Regions from separate parts of the Rattus norvegicus genome. Here regions 2 and 3 are each linked to region 1. A link is a contact called in public Hi-C data. All regions are on one chromosome and are shown on one strand. The core of a region is the stretch at or near the end of the contact, and the rest is flanking DNA. Distances in the headings are between cores, read along the strand shown.

Region 1 (4,668 bases), core at 1,508-4,007:
TCGGTGGGCTTGCTCTAGAATACGTGTCATGGAGGAGCCAAGAAATGAGTTCAGAAGCCTGAATGTATGTGCACCCCTTTGGAATGGGATCAAGGCCGGCAGTTCCTGCTCCCATGACACTCAGGCGACACTCATTCTCAGTGTCTCCCAGAATCCTAGGCACCATATCGTGTCTTCTATGTGACCCAGGAGCCACAGCTAATAACACCAGACTTTGAGATATATATTTGGTTGACGACAGAGACTGTGCATCAGTATTTCTTGATCATACAATGACCACATGGCTCGAATTACTAAAATGGCCACTTTAAGTAATGACAGTGTTGTGCTTTAGCTGTCATTTGTCATGCAAGTGAAGCCAGTGGGACCTCAGATTAATTAACACATTATCTACTTTACGAACTTTAGCGATAGCAGCTTATTTTGCTAGGCACGAAGAAGCAATGCTTGGTAAAGCGTGGAAATTAAGTTCTGGCTTCAATCAAACAGCATAATTAGTACATTCAAAATCGAAAGGATTGCCATAGTGTGTGTCTATCTCCAGATAAAATAGCATCACAATTTCGTATGTGTTCTAACGGGACGGAATACAGCAGAACACAGACCTCGTGTCAGACAGAATGGTGCTTTTGCCAACTGGAAAGGATATTTCCAAGTTCTCAGGGCTCTAACGCCATTCTGTGCGGACTCCCTCAGCACGACTCGTTTTATATACACTATACCCATTACCTTTTCATATTTCCCTGTCCTGTCCAGTTTGATTAAAAGCCATGCTATGGTACCACATAAGAAAGCACACTCGTTTTACACAATAGCCATTAACTTTCCATACTTTCCTGCCTTTTCTGATTTGACTGATTTTACGATAGGCAGCAATCCATCAAAAAAAGACTCACCTTCGCTTGACTTCCTCTGCTCCCCGGACCACCGACTGCAAGTTGCTGACATCCATCTGCACAATGCTGACCTCGGCGGAGGGGTGAGAGGCCAGCAGGGCATCACGGACAGCTCCTGCTTTGCTCAGGTTCCTACACGCCAAACACAGGTGAAGGTCATCGTCTTCTGCCAACAGCCGACCGCAAAGGGCCAGCCCAATGCCACTGAAAGGACAATTCAGGCACAAGCGTGAGTTCCTTGAAATGGTGTTAAATGAAGGCAGTTGTCTCTGGCTCAGAAAATTGACTGTGTTGATATGAGCTGCAATGAGAAGCCCAGGCAGAGAGAAAATACCCAAACGTTATATGAAGGAGGAATCCCTCCTGATAAGTCACACTGATAAGCAACATCCAGTTGTTCCCCTCTAATACAGTTCAATGACACAGTAAGTGAGGTTTGGGGTACCTGTTGGAGTGTGATTTAACATATCCCGAGAGGGTTTTAGCAACTGTTTATTGTGCCCCCATATTCTTGTGCTGCCAAGGGTTCTCACTGTTGCTACTAGGAGGGCTGTAAATCCTAGTAAGTGAACCAGTGAGGTTTTGATTTGGGGTTTGGGTTGTTTTTGGTGTTTCTTTTGTTATTCAAGAGACTACACAGTAGCACAGCAGAATAACCAACAGTAAGAAAAAAGCCCTCAATGAAAGTAGACAGAGAGCAGAAATAGCAATCAGATGGTGCCAAAGACAGAGAAGCAGAGCCCAGAGGCTTTAGATACACTGGGTCCGAGTGATATCAAAGTGCCCAGCAGATGGGGCCCACTGCTGGCAGCAATGCCATCCCGGGTTACAAATTCTCACGCAGACTGCCAGCAAAGGGAGCCCCAATGTGAGTCTAGAACCCACATAATCTGGTGGCCTGCTAGCAAAGTATCAAACATAGTATGGGCCTAGTCATCCTTACTTCAACTATCAGACCTTTAATATAAGTTGCACACAGCACGGTATATCGAAATCACACAAAATCGGGCCCGACTTTATAGGCACTTTCCTTGTAAGAACCACCAAAAACCAGTTGACCTAAAGGAGAATTCACACTAACAAAAAGCCCAGGGCAGACCCCTTCCTACACTGGTTTAGTTAACGTAGATGTAATTGGATCACTGAAACAGGCTTCGGTGGCATTTAGCAAATCCTGTATTAACTCCTCAAAAATACCAGTGCAACCAGCTGGGGGAATCCTCCATTCTTTGTGAACAAATGACAAGCCTACTAGGCAATAAAGCGGATCAAGGGTTAAGTGGGCAAGCCTGGAGTGACTGAACTGACACCTGGATTAGCACAAGTCATAGCCACAAGACTGATCGTTCTGTATGTTCCTGGGGATAGTATGCGAAATGTACTGCAGTAATGAAATTTCCCAATTGTCCTAAAGTTCATGGGCGCTAACATTTAAACACCCGGAGTGTACGACGCGCCACTGCGCCTAGGGTTAAAAGTGAACTGTGGGCACCTACAATTAATTACTCTCCCGAGACTGACGGTCCCTTGAGAGCATAGGGTCGGCATCACTGCGGGGCTGATCAGTCACTTTCCATTGTCATGTTTAATTCAAAGCGCCTGTCACCGAGCACCCAGTGAGGCAGGCATGACCACACCTCTTGAAAAAGTCAGAGAAGGGAGGGATGGTGTCACTGTGGACCCTACCGAGGTGAGTCACCGACCTACGCTTCTCCAAACCCCGGAACCTAACCTCCAGGGTTCCACGGGAGACCTCACCTGCTCGCCCCGGTAATCAAAACCACCTTCCGCATCATTCACGCCTTGCAGCGGAGTTCCACCCCGTCCACGGTTCTCAGCAGCTCTCAGCCAGAACCACGATCCCTGACCACGCGCACCCCGACCAATCAAGGCTCAACCAGGCCCCACCTCTCCTGCGTCATCCGTTCCCCGCGCTGGGCCCGCCAATCGCAACTCGGCGTCTTCTCTCCACGCCCACACCGGGTGAGGTGAGATAGGCCGAGGGGCGGAGCCACGCGACCCAGGAGCCCTAGCCAATCCAGGAAGTCCCCGCCCCCAGTCTGCTCAAGCCAGCGGGCAGTGGGTGTCACTGTAGGGCGGAGTCTTTGTTCTGAGTGAGGCGAGCCTGGCTCAGCCGGGTTTCCCAGGGAGAGGCTGGGCTGCAGGAATCCAAGTCAAAGGTGGCTCCTTGGGGCGTGTAGATCCACCTTCCTATCCTTTTCTAAAGCTTCGTCTTTGAGAAAGAGAACGTGGATTTCATTGACTTTTATTTATGTCGAATCACTGGTAAATTAGCAATTTCAGTCTCTGAGTGTGGAATGAAAACCAGAGTCTCAAAACTCTAAAGGAATGGGAACTGTCATCTCCTTCAGTGCCTATCAGGCTGCTGTAATGTTTTTTGTTTGGTTGGTTGCTTTTTGTTTTGTTTTTTTGGTTTTTGTTGTTGTTGTTGTTGTTGTTGTTGTTGTTTTTCGTTTTGGTTTGGTTTGGTGGGGGGGGGAACGCCAAACTATCCCAGATGAGGGCTTCGGAGGGGGTGAGGCTAGGTATTGAGAGAGGGAAGGGCAAGTGCATACATAACTCCCAATTTTCATTAAATTCACTTCACATAAAAGTATCCCGCACAGCTGTTAATCGTTATTCCAGCTTTCGCTACTTACAGTTAACCTTGAGTGAACGAACTAATACATAGGGTGACTGAACAAACTTTATGCCTCTTTCAAAGCTGTACTTAACGATGAATAGCTGTGATCCTAAATGACTGATAACACCTTTTCTGGACTTTAATCGATATGTTTCGATTAATGACACCAACGAACTGCTAAAACTTAAGAAAACTGATCATTTCAGCTGTTCGTCAAAGATGGTAACAACACATTTCCTAAAGCCTTGGAGTGAAAAATAAAGATCCTCCACCTTGAGATTCCATGCCCAGATGATCCTTTTAAGCCCTGGAGGTCAGAAGTGGCTGCAAAAGAGCAGCGGAAAAAATGCTCGCTTTTTAAAAGAAACGGGAGAGTGGGGAGTCTAGGGTGGGACAGGTGTATGCACTGCACCCTAGGGCGGCTACCAAAGTGGCCCACCGCCCAACTGTAAACTCAGTGGACGTATTACAAGGTCTATTTTGAGATGTTTTTGAAAGCTGTGTCGTGCAACTGTTTGCATGGATGCCGTGCTTGAAGACCCTCAGGAGGCTGCGTGTGTCGGGGAGGGGTTCAGCCTCTCCACTGTCTCGGATGAGAACCGGTGCAGGGCTGACCGGCTCTGAGTTAGACGAGGCCCGGAAGACTTCAGAGAAAGTCTCTCCTCCTCCACCACTTCTGTCCTAGCCCGGTGAGGAAATCCGGGTGTCTTCCTCGTTTGGTTGTACTCTAAGTTGCTGCTTCCAAAGCTCTGTGACCATCAAGGGATGGACTGGACTGTTAATCTAGAGTGCTTTCTTTTTAAAGTAATTTGTCATAGGAGAGTCACAACCTAGAACAATCGAAATATATTTTAATTCACAATTGAGTGTTGGGTTTTGGTTTTTTTGTTTTTACTTCACTCCAAACTACTCATCTTAGGTTTGTGTTGTTTGAGGGCTTCTGCTGTTGGGTACCAGAACAGTTTGGTACACAGTGAGTCTACCCATCACTGGCAAGCCTTGGTATGAGTTGAGCAGGTGTCAGCAACTCTCTCTCTCTCTCTCTCTCTCTCTCTCTCTATATATATATATATATATATATATATATATATATATATATATATATGTATGTATGTATATGTATGTATG
Region 2 (4,668 bases), core at 799-3,298, 190 kb after region 1:
CTTCCCTGGTGTATGTATTTCCTCATGAAGACGACCCAGCCTTTTTCATATATTCTTAAGATTAAAAAACAAAGAGGTCTCGTCTACTAAAAGTACATGCAAACATACTATGATAAATGTTAAGTAGAACTGTTCCTTTGAAGGTCATTCAAGGCTGGGCAGTGGAGGCTTACTCCTTTAATCCCAGCATTGAGGAAGCAGACAGATAGATCTCTGTGAGTTCCGGGTCAGTGTGGTCTGGTCAGAGGCAGAGGCTGGTATATCTCTGAGTTTGAGGCCTGGTTGATCTACAGAATGTGTTTTAGGACAGCCAGAGATACACAGAGAAACCTTGTCTCAGGGAAAAAAAAAAAAAAACTCATTCAATAAGTACTATTCCCCTATAGGTGCTTAGAAAAAACATGTTCAGGCAAATAAAATAACTTATTGTAAACTTTGATATCTGGTCCCAGAAACCAGCAATCTATAAAACTTGTTACCAAATTCATATCTATCCATTTATGTGTTATGTAACATTCATAATAAACATGACTTATATTTACCCGACACAACTATAACCATAGTATATCTCCTGATTTTTGTAAGAGGTGTGCGTGTGTAAGTAAATGGTATACAGCAACAGAGAAGAGACTTTAAAAGATGTGGATTTTTATACTAAGATCAAAAGTCTACACTAGAAATTATGACTAAATTTGGTGTGTGCCTCCAACCTAACACACCTGGATCAACATAAACGACAAACCATTATCAAACATGCCTTTATTAGAATTTAAATGCCACATTAAAGAAGTCCAGTATTTCCCATTTCCTCCCCCCACCCACCTCTACTGCTATATGCCCTCAGAATAGGTTAGTAAATCGCTTTTGAAAAAAAAAACAAAACAAAACATATGGAACTAGGCGGTGGTAGTACACGCCTTTAATCCAAGCACTCAGAAGCAAATGGATCTCTATGAGTTCTGGGCCAGCCTGGTCTACAGAGTGAGTTCCAGGACAACCCGGGCTACAGAGAAACCCTGTCTCAAAAACAAAAACAAACAAACAAAAACAGGAAAAAAAAAAAAAGGTTGGGGGGGGGGGGGTAACTGAGACAAACTTGAGTCCTAACCGCTGACTAACAGCACAGACTATGAAGTCTTTTCCCTTAGCCAAGTGAGTCAACTAATAATGAAATAGACAAATGCCTTCAGTTCCCTGGAAACTCTTGGATCCAAGCCCAGTGAACTTCACCTCCAAGTCCCTAAACTTTTGCCTCACATAAATACATACGTATTAGCATGATCATTACCACCGGATTTCAGATTTCACAGTGTGCTGATGAAGACCAGCCAGTCTCAGACCAAACTTTTAGAAATCTTCAAAAGCATATGTGCGCTCTCAGCCCTCCAGCCTCATCGTTCATCTGAGGGGAGACCCTGAAATCTGGACCTCTCTAACTATCTGTATCAAGGGAAGCGGGTCCTATGTTAGCCACATCCCCCATTGGGATCCACTGTCCTTGTCGGAACTACCAATTCTTACCCTCGTGGATTCAAAACACCCCAACTCGCTTTCCCCTGACAGAACCAGCGACCACTTATTCCCACTGGGGACCCCCAGAAATGGCACAACTATGCCCGGGCCCTAGCCTGAGACCCTCGTGTTTCCTCTTCCCCATCTAGGTGAGGCCCCACTCAAAACAGCGGGGACACGCGCCGGGGACTCCATCACTACTCCAGCCTCCTCTCCCTGGTCTCGCACCAGACCCTCTGCGCATCCCCGACCCGCCGCGACACAGCCCACGCCCCTCCGAAGCTCCGAGCAGCCGGCGCCGAGCACCGAGTGGCAACCCGTAGCCGGGTCCACGCGCTTGGCTTGGGAGCGCGCGCGTGAAGGGGGCTCCTACCTCCCTCGACACTCCCGCGGCTGGACTAGGCTCCGGCTTCTTCGCCTCGGCTACTTGCCGGCGTCCCGCGCCCGCCTGGAATATATACGGTCATCCGAGGGGCCGGGGCGGCGGGGCGGGCCGCGAGCAGCAGCCGAGGGGAGCGCGGGCCCCGGCCACCCCGCCCCTTTCGCCGCGGTGAGTGGCTGCGGCCCAGGGGCGGAGCGGAAGCCTGCCGGCTGGACACGTCAGCGACCGAGAGCGGCCAAAGGGGCGGGCGCCGGCGACCGGAAGGCGGAGCCTCTTTACGTCGCTCAGACTCTTGACCAATAGGATGTTTAGGTGTCCTGTCAGTCTGCGGCACCGCCCTCTCACGCACTTGCGGGGCCGGAGCTGGCTACGCTCGCAGCCTGCGGGCGGTGAGGCCCGGCGCCACCTTAAGTACCTACTGTAGGGCGGGTCCTTAAGGTCACCCGGGGCGGATCAGCGCGCCCCGAACGGATCTCCGAGCAGGCAGTGATTCTTCAGGTGACGGATTTCCGAACGCCTACGGGTGTTGGGAAAGACCCGCGGGTTTCTGGGCAGAGATCCCTCCGGGGCAGGCCTGTGACCTTAAGCTAGCTGATTTTTGTCTCTTATTTTCCAGATAACTGCTTGCCAGTGACCCAGGCTTCCTCCGTCATTGTCTTCTGAGTCTCTTGGGTATCAAGACAGCCAGATTACCTTTTGCACAGCACACAAGTGAAAGAAGAAATGCAAGCAAAAGGGATTAGATAACCCGAGGTCGTGCTAAGTGTGCCAGTCAGTGAGAACCAGTCCAGGGAGCGGGACTTAGCTGGGAGGGCAGAACTCAACTGTCCTGTTACACCAGAGGTAGCCGGTGTGCACGTGCAGGCTATAGTGTCATGAAGTTGCATTTATATTTAGAGTTATGTTGGGTTTTGCAGGTTCTGAAAGAGTCCAATTTGTTGAGATGTCAAAAGCAACTAAATTTAACATATCCTGGATCCTAGAGAAAGTCTGATGGTTTCCATCTGGTGGATAGACTTCCTCATTTACATTTTCAACGTTTTCTTACTCATTCTTGAGAATTCATTTTTCATTCAGACTTTACTATCAACTTATGTCGGTTAGGAATTTTATCACTTAACAAGGAGTATCATTCATAAATAAATAGATAGTTTTCCATTTGATAAAGAACCTTTGTGGCTTTGAAAGGTTAGGTAGATGGAAAAAGAGCTTGGGGGAACAGGATCAAGGAAGGGTGTGATATATTATTAGCAGTATTTGCTTGGCCTTAGTCTTGAATGCCCTCTGAAATCCTATCAGAATGCCACGTCGACTGAGAAGCTGTAAATGCCACTCACAGTGCTGTTGATAGTGGCAGGTGTACCTTCCTGGAGCAAGTATAACAACACGGGTGTGTTCTCTGGTTTTCATACTTCCAGTTTTGAAAGTGTGAAGTCTTAAGTGAAGAACAGAGCCTGTACACAATGGAGATTGCCCAGAGTCCCTTGATTTTTACCTATGCAAGTCCCTGGGGCTGAAGTATTCTCTTAAGAAACTGGCAGCCACAGCTTTCAATAAAGAGCATATTGTTCAAAACGTATTTATTGAGTCATTCTACGCTAGACCGTATGATAGACTCTACAGGGGAATCGGGTCTATCTCTTCAAGCGACTTCTAGGACAATGAGAGAGGCAGAGGACATGGATGCTCCTTTTTCCAAAGGGAGGGCCAGGAGTGCAGCAGCAATGGCTCAGATGAGGGCCCTAGAGCTCAGAGAGAACAAAGGGATGACATTTTCCCCCAAAGTCAGCCCTTAGTTTTGGAAGGCTGCCCGTTAATATTCAGCCTTCGTGACTGAGGCTTTGGTTTTCCTTCCCATTGGCAACCTCGCACCTTTGCTAACTGCAGTTACCTCACTGATACTAATATATATATATATATATATATATATATATATATATATATATATTGAAGTGTCAAAAGGGAATACTTGCCAAAAGGTACATACTTTCAGCGCCATGAGCTCAGCCCAGTTTAAAAAATAAATGGAATACTTTGGTCTATGAGCTGGATAGGTGGGTAGGTGAATGGGCAGACAGATACCTGGATGGCTATTACAAGACCTGGAAAGGAAAGATCGCCAACACTGAGAAAATGGCTTGATACAGCTGACAGAGGGGAAAGGGAAAGGAGGGCTAGCGTACAGGAGTTAGATAATAAATGTTAGCTGAAAACATACAGGGGAAATGAAGAGAAGTAGAATAGTCACATGATAAAGCTACAGATAAGGCTGGGGATACAGCTCAACGATAAAAGCATTGATGTAGGATATATAAGCTCAACCCACAGAAATACACAGACGCAAACAAGCTATATTGGGATACGAGATGCTTCCATTTCATCATTATTTTGTTAATGTACATTAGTTATACATATTAATGAGTTTCACTGATTTTCCATATATAGATGAAATGGTAATCTCCCTTCCCTACTTACTTTTGAGAAAAGATGCTTTAAAGGAACCATTATTGCAAGATAATTTAAAATCTGAAAATGTCATATATTGATAATAGGTTTTATGGTGGTTTTTATATTACTTTGGGTAGACATATTTTGCTAAATTATTTTAACCTTGTGAAATGCGTCACTTAACACCTCGGCTTGACTGATTTTCTGAGTGACTTGTCAGAAATGCGCTGGTCTACCCACACTGCTTGTTTCTCAGAATCCGTTATAACCCACCTAGATTTTTTTTTTTCCAAAAAGTGTGTGGGTCCTAGGGACTGCCACACCAA
Region 3 (4,668 bases), core at 794-3,293, 150 kb after region 1:
GTGTGTCTCCTAGGTAACATTAAAATCCAGTCACGTTGACAATGAAGATGACCCATCACAAAATCTCTTTACATATTAAGTCTTTGAAGCCCACGAGCTGCCACAGAGAGACACCCCTGCTGACCAGACAACAATTCTCTGGGAAGGGTTAGGGCCAGGATGCCACCTATCCTAGCTTGTGCAGATGAGGCTCAGGGCTGCAAAGAGGAGAATGGTTGAGAAAATGTGTAACACACACAAAAATTAAACTCTCCTCTTTAACCCAAGCTGTCAATGCCACCAATTCTGCCCGCTCTGCCACAGGAGAACCAGGGCTCCTTCTAAGAAGGATGTCAGCCAATCGTGTCAGAACTCAGGAGAATCAAGCAGAGAGCTGAGCAGAAGAGAACACTAATCGGAAACACAGGGTTTGGTAGGGACAGGGTTTGGTAGGGAGGGTACATTGTTGCCCAAGGATATTGCCAGCCAGAATCCTCAAAATCCCACAGTGAAGTTCACCAGGACACACGCCCCACTGCTCATACCCTCCCTTATCCTCTTTGGAGCTATGTCACAAGTATAAATAATTATAGAAGTTATATATATTTATATAATTATAAATAATTATAGAAATTATATATATATATATAACCAATACAAACAAATAGAAAAACAGAGATTTGGAGAAAAGTAATAATGAGCGCAATAGAAGTGTAGAATAGCTCAAAATTCCACTGTAAAGTTTGCTATTGAATAAAGCTGGGGCTGTCACTACATACATGATTCAAAATGATCTTGTATATAAGACTCATAATTAAGGAATGCTACTAGAAATTAAATCAATATTATTAGCAAGATTAAAAGCTCTCAAGGGGAGTGAAAGGGGCTTGGGACTAAAAATGAAATTCTTCAAAAGGAAGAAATAAATAAGAAAATGTTGAGAATGAGAGGGCAAGTTCTGCTGACTCAGCATCCCGCAGGCACTCCACAGAAAGAAAGGGGGACGGGCTGGAGAGATGGCTCAGTGGTTAAGAGCACTGACTGCTCTTCCAGAGGTCCTGAGTTCAATTCCCAGCAACCACATGGTGGCTCACAACCATCTGTAATGGGATCTGATGCCCTCTTCTGGTGTGTCTGAAAACAGCTACAACGTACTCATAGACATGAAAAAAAAAGAATGGAAGGAAAGAAGGAAGGAAGGAAGGAAGGGAGGGAGGGAGGGAGGGAGGGAGGGAGGGAGGAAGGAAGGTTAAATTAGCATAATCATAGTAAAGACCTGATTGTGGGACACCGCTATGTAATCATAATCATTTAAGTGTTATTATTGTCTTAATAGAATTTCATGCTGTACCCACTTTAAGGAGATTCTAAGATAATAGAGGGGGCGTGATAAATAAGTAAAGGTGTAAGAAAAAGCTAATTCCTCGTTTTTAAAAGGGGATTTTTAAAAGATCTAGCATCCAGTACATCCTTAAGGGGGTCGCTTCTTTTTGAACCTCAGTTACTTCTATGCAAAATGAAGCACTGGGACCAAGTAATCTAGTCCTCTCCAAGTGGGAGAACAACAGAAAGACACACCCGTGGGGTTGGGGGGCAAGGGGTAGGGGTAGGAAGTGAGCTCTGTGAGGATTTATGGTGACATCCATCGCTACAAAGCCAGAGCTCCTGAACCAAGGCTGACACGTTAATTCATCCCAGCGTGCGTTTGTACTGCCCTCTGCTGCTCAGATGTAAACCTTCCACAAAAGCCACGAAGAACCTAGACCAGCCAAGACCCTAGACAAGCCTGCACTCTCGTCAGGGAGACAGCTGACTCACAGGAAATAGTCTATAACTCAGTCAGAAGATGTGAGGAAGCAACCCTGCCAAAAATATTCTGTTTCGGGCTTTGAATATTACCCTCATATTTTATGTTTGCTCATGACAGAGTTTCGTGTCTTTCAGCCTCGCTCCAAACTCACTATGAATTGAGATTCTCCTGCCTCCGTTTCTCAGGAGCTGTAATTATAGGTGTGTACCACCAGACTGGGTCTGATACCCTCATATTATCAGCCTCAAGTTTTCTTTACACTAGTCCTTCTGACAGCTTGGCATATTAAAGCTAGGTTAAGTCATGGGGGTGAAAAGACCAGAGCTACTATATTGTAGAGGATTTCAGAAGGTACACAGATGTGTCCAATCTTTTGGACATTGTGACACAATGTTGTCCCCTACCAAGTTCGTACTTAAGAACTAAACAATAAAGCAACAACCCCTCCCCCAATAGCTTTTGACTAATCAATGCTGATTGTAATAGTACCCTGAGCCTTTAATTGATTCTCCATTTGAATATGCTCATCTTTGAGAATGAAACCTCAAGTGTCTTCTCTTCAAGGGTACTCTGTTTTCCCTGCAACCCGAGACACAAATTGCAGGCTGATTGTTTTTTCTTCCCATCTCCTATATCTAAGTTATCAAGATTTCTATTCCATTTCCTGATTGCTCAATGAATGCAGTTGGGCAGGATCTTGTGCTCTCAGGCCCTCTTCTACTATGCCGTTCTGACACGTGCCAAATTCAGGCAGTCAAATGCTCTACTCTTCAGTATGTCTTTTATGAGCAGACAAACATGTGCTAAGAATGTAGGAACCTTTCCCTTGAAACAATTAGATTTGCCTAAATATAGCCCAGTTCTCTCAAATGTTAATTATTCCCAGAAGTGCTCTGCTGTCACACATACATATGTACATACTCACACACACACACACACGTACATATACACATGTATATACACATACATACACACATGTACACTTACACACATATATCCACACATACACACATGCACACTCACACACATGTACATGCACATGTGCACATATACACATGTACATACACAAGTACACTTATACATATGTCCACACACACACACACACGCACACACACAACCTACCTTCCCAATAACAAGAAAATGTCACCCAGACCCAGGAACAATTGATTGGCTTTTGGCTACATTGCATAACCTTGTCAAGATGCCCATTATTTCACAGTAGCCCAAGTATGGCTGGGCCCACAGCTGGCCACGTCATCATCTGGCCCTCTCTCTTCTTGTGCTGTGATCCTTCCCAACTAAGATACTGAAGGCCAAAGCTTGCCCACTCGCCTCTTCCTTCAACTATTGGTGGTGATGTTCACAAAAAAAAAAAAAAAAAAAAAAAAAATTGATGTCCCTTCTTAGCTTTTCCATTTCCTCTTCAGCACAGAGAGCTTCGACCTTGTTAAAACACAACAGTTTCCATCTGCTCCTCTTTCAAATGCTTTAATTTGTGCTCAACATTTCCAGAATGCTGTCTGGATTGGATCGTGTGGCAAGATTTGAGAGCCAGGAGACTTGGATTTTAATCCCTACTCTTCCATATCCTAGTACTGAAATTTTAAGTTATTTAAACCCCATCTTTGACCAATGAATTCTCATACATTTTGAAACAAAACTGCGTGCGGCATACAATGTCTTTCTTCTTAATTGAGGCATAACTTCAAAGAATAATGACAAATCTTAGCTGTTCGGTTTTTAGGATTTTTTTTTCTTCTTTAAATGACTCCATGAACCACTGCCCAAGTAGAGTGTTTCTAACCCTGGCAATCTTCCCTCACTCAGTTGACATCCCTTCTTTAGGACTTCGGTATTCTATTTTTCTACTGTAAATTTATTTTTGCCAATTCTTGATCACTACATATTTGGAATAATGTCATTGTGACAAAGTGAAAATTTCTCCTCGGTTCTCTTCTCAAATGAAAAAACTCAGCCAAAATTTTTAAACATAAATTTAGCCTAGCAGTAATTTAGCCTAGCACATCCCGGAGACTGGAGCAGGCTGACACAGCCATTAGCCTCCTGCTCGCTTCTGTGCTGTGAGCTTTTTAAAGTTCACAGGACTATTTTAGTGGGTGGCATACATTATGTTGTTAGAATTTAGTGATCCATTGAGCATCTATATTCCCACAGTGGTGAGATGTTAATTTTGTGCCAACTTCATTAGGCTAAGGAAAGCCTAGAGAACTGGTAAAACATTCTTTCCTGGTGGGTCTCTAAAGATGCTTGGGGAGAAAGGGGGAGGGGGATGGACGATATCAGCATATGAAACTCAGTCCGTATGCTGCAATGATCACCCTCTTCCATGTGGGAACTACTGAGGGCCTGTGGAGACAAAAAGGCAGAGGAAGCATGCATCTGCTGTTTGAGCCTGGGCAGTCGTCTTCTTTGTTTCACGACCCCGGCATCCTCTGACTCGCTGGGATGTGTGCCATTAGTTCTCTACCTTGACTCTAGATTGGAATTACACCACTGGCTTTTTCAGACGTCAAGCTTATAACCATCAGGTCACAGAACTTAGCTTCCACAACCCCATGAGCCAATCTGTTAGGAGAAATCTCTATGTAACTCTCCTACCTGCCTGTCAGTCTCCTAGGAGCAGCTTTCCTGGAGAACCCCAACACAGCAGAGTTCCCGAGAACGCTTGCTGCCAAACTCCAGTTGATAGTGATCGCTGTTTGCTCTTTTTAGCACTAAATTGTCTTTCTGCGTTATGATTTTTTTCAATGAAATGAAAACTATTTTGGAAAGGGCTGCCATTTTTTTATACCGCGATAACGCTGGATATGTGGCAGACATTTAGACCTACTAGCTGCCGTAAGCATCGCGTCTCAATG

What was found. Hi-C and Micro-C count contacts between places; a contact is called where the count stands out from the background.
Region 2: a Hi-C map of prefrontal cortex shows a contact between it and region 1, with 3 times the contacts expected there. The contact joins the promoter of Uap1 here to the promoter of Hsd17b7 in region 1. A contact is called at or near these places in 2 of 12 Hi-C or Micro-C datasets (frontal cortex and prefrontal cortex).
Region 3: a contact with region 1 is called in a Hi-C map of the A7r5 cell line, with 4 times the contacts expected there. The contact joins the enhancer-like site here to the promoter of Hsd17b7 in region 1. A contact is called at or near these places in 9 of 12 Hi-C or Micro-C datasets (the A7r5 cell line, the Rat2 cell line, Schwann cells and 5 more) and 1 of 1 datasets of contacts at active chromatin or transcription factors (oligodendrocytes).

Annotation. Positions count from the first base shown.
Region 1 is chr13:84,719,997-84,724,664 of GRCr8, forward strand. Hsd17b7 (hydroxysteroid (17-beta) dehydrogenase 7) reads right to left here and starts at 2,758. Exons shown (of 9, transcript NM_017235.3): 1 at 2,655-2,758; 2 at 897-1,100. The coding sequence starts at 2,689.
Region 2 is chr13:84,908,191-84,912,858 of GRCr8, forward strand. It overlaps Uap1 (UDP-N-acetylglucosamine pyrophosphorylase 1), which reads right to left and starts at 2,049. Exons shown (of 11, transcript NM_001191930.1): 1 at 1,886-2,049. It overlaps LOC102549303 (a long non-coding RNA gene), which reads left to right and starts at 2,255. Exons shown (of 2, transcript XR_359101.5): 1 at 2,255-2,392; 2 at 2,511-3,473.
Region 3 is chr13:84,869,053-84,873,720 of GRCr8, forward strand. No RefSeq gene overlaps it. Among named protein-coding and RNA genes, the nearest start is that of Uap1, 39 kb to the right of the region's middle. Within about 2 kb of position 2,044, at least 8 of the 93 cell types and tissues checked have an H3K27ac peak or open chromatin away from gene starts, as enhancers often do.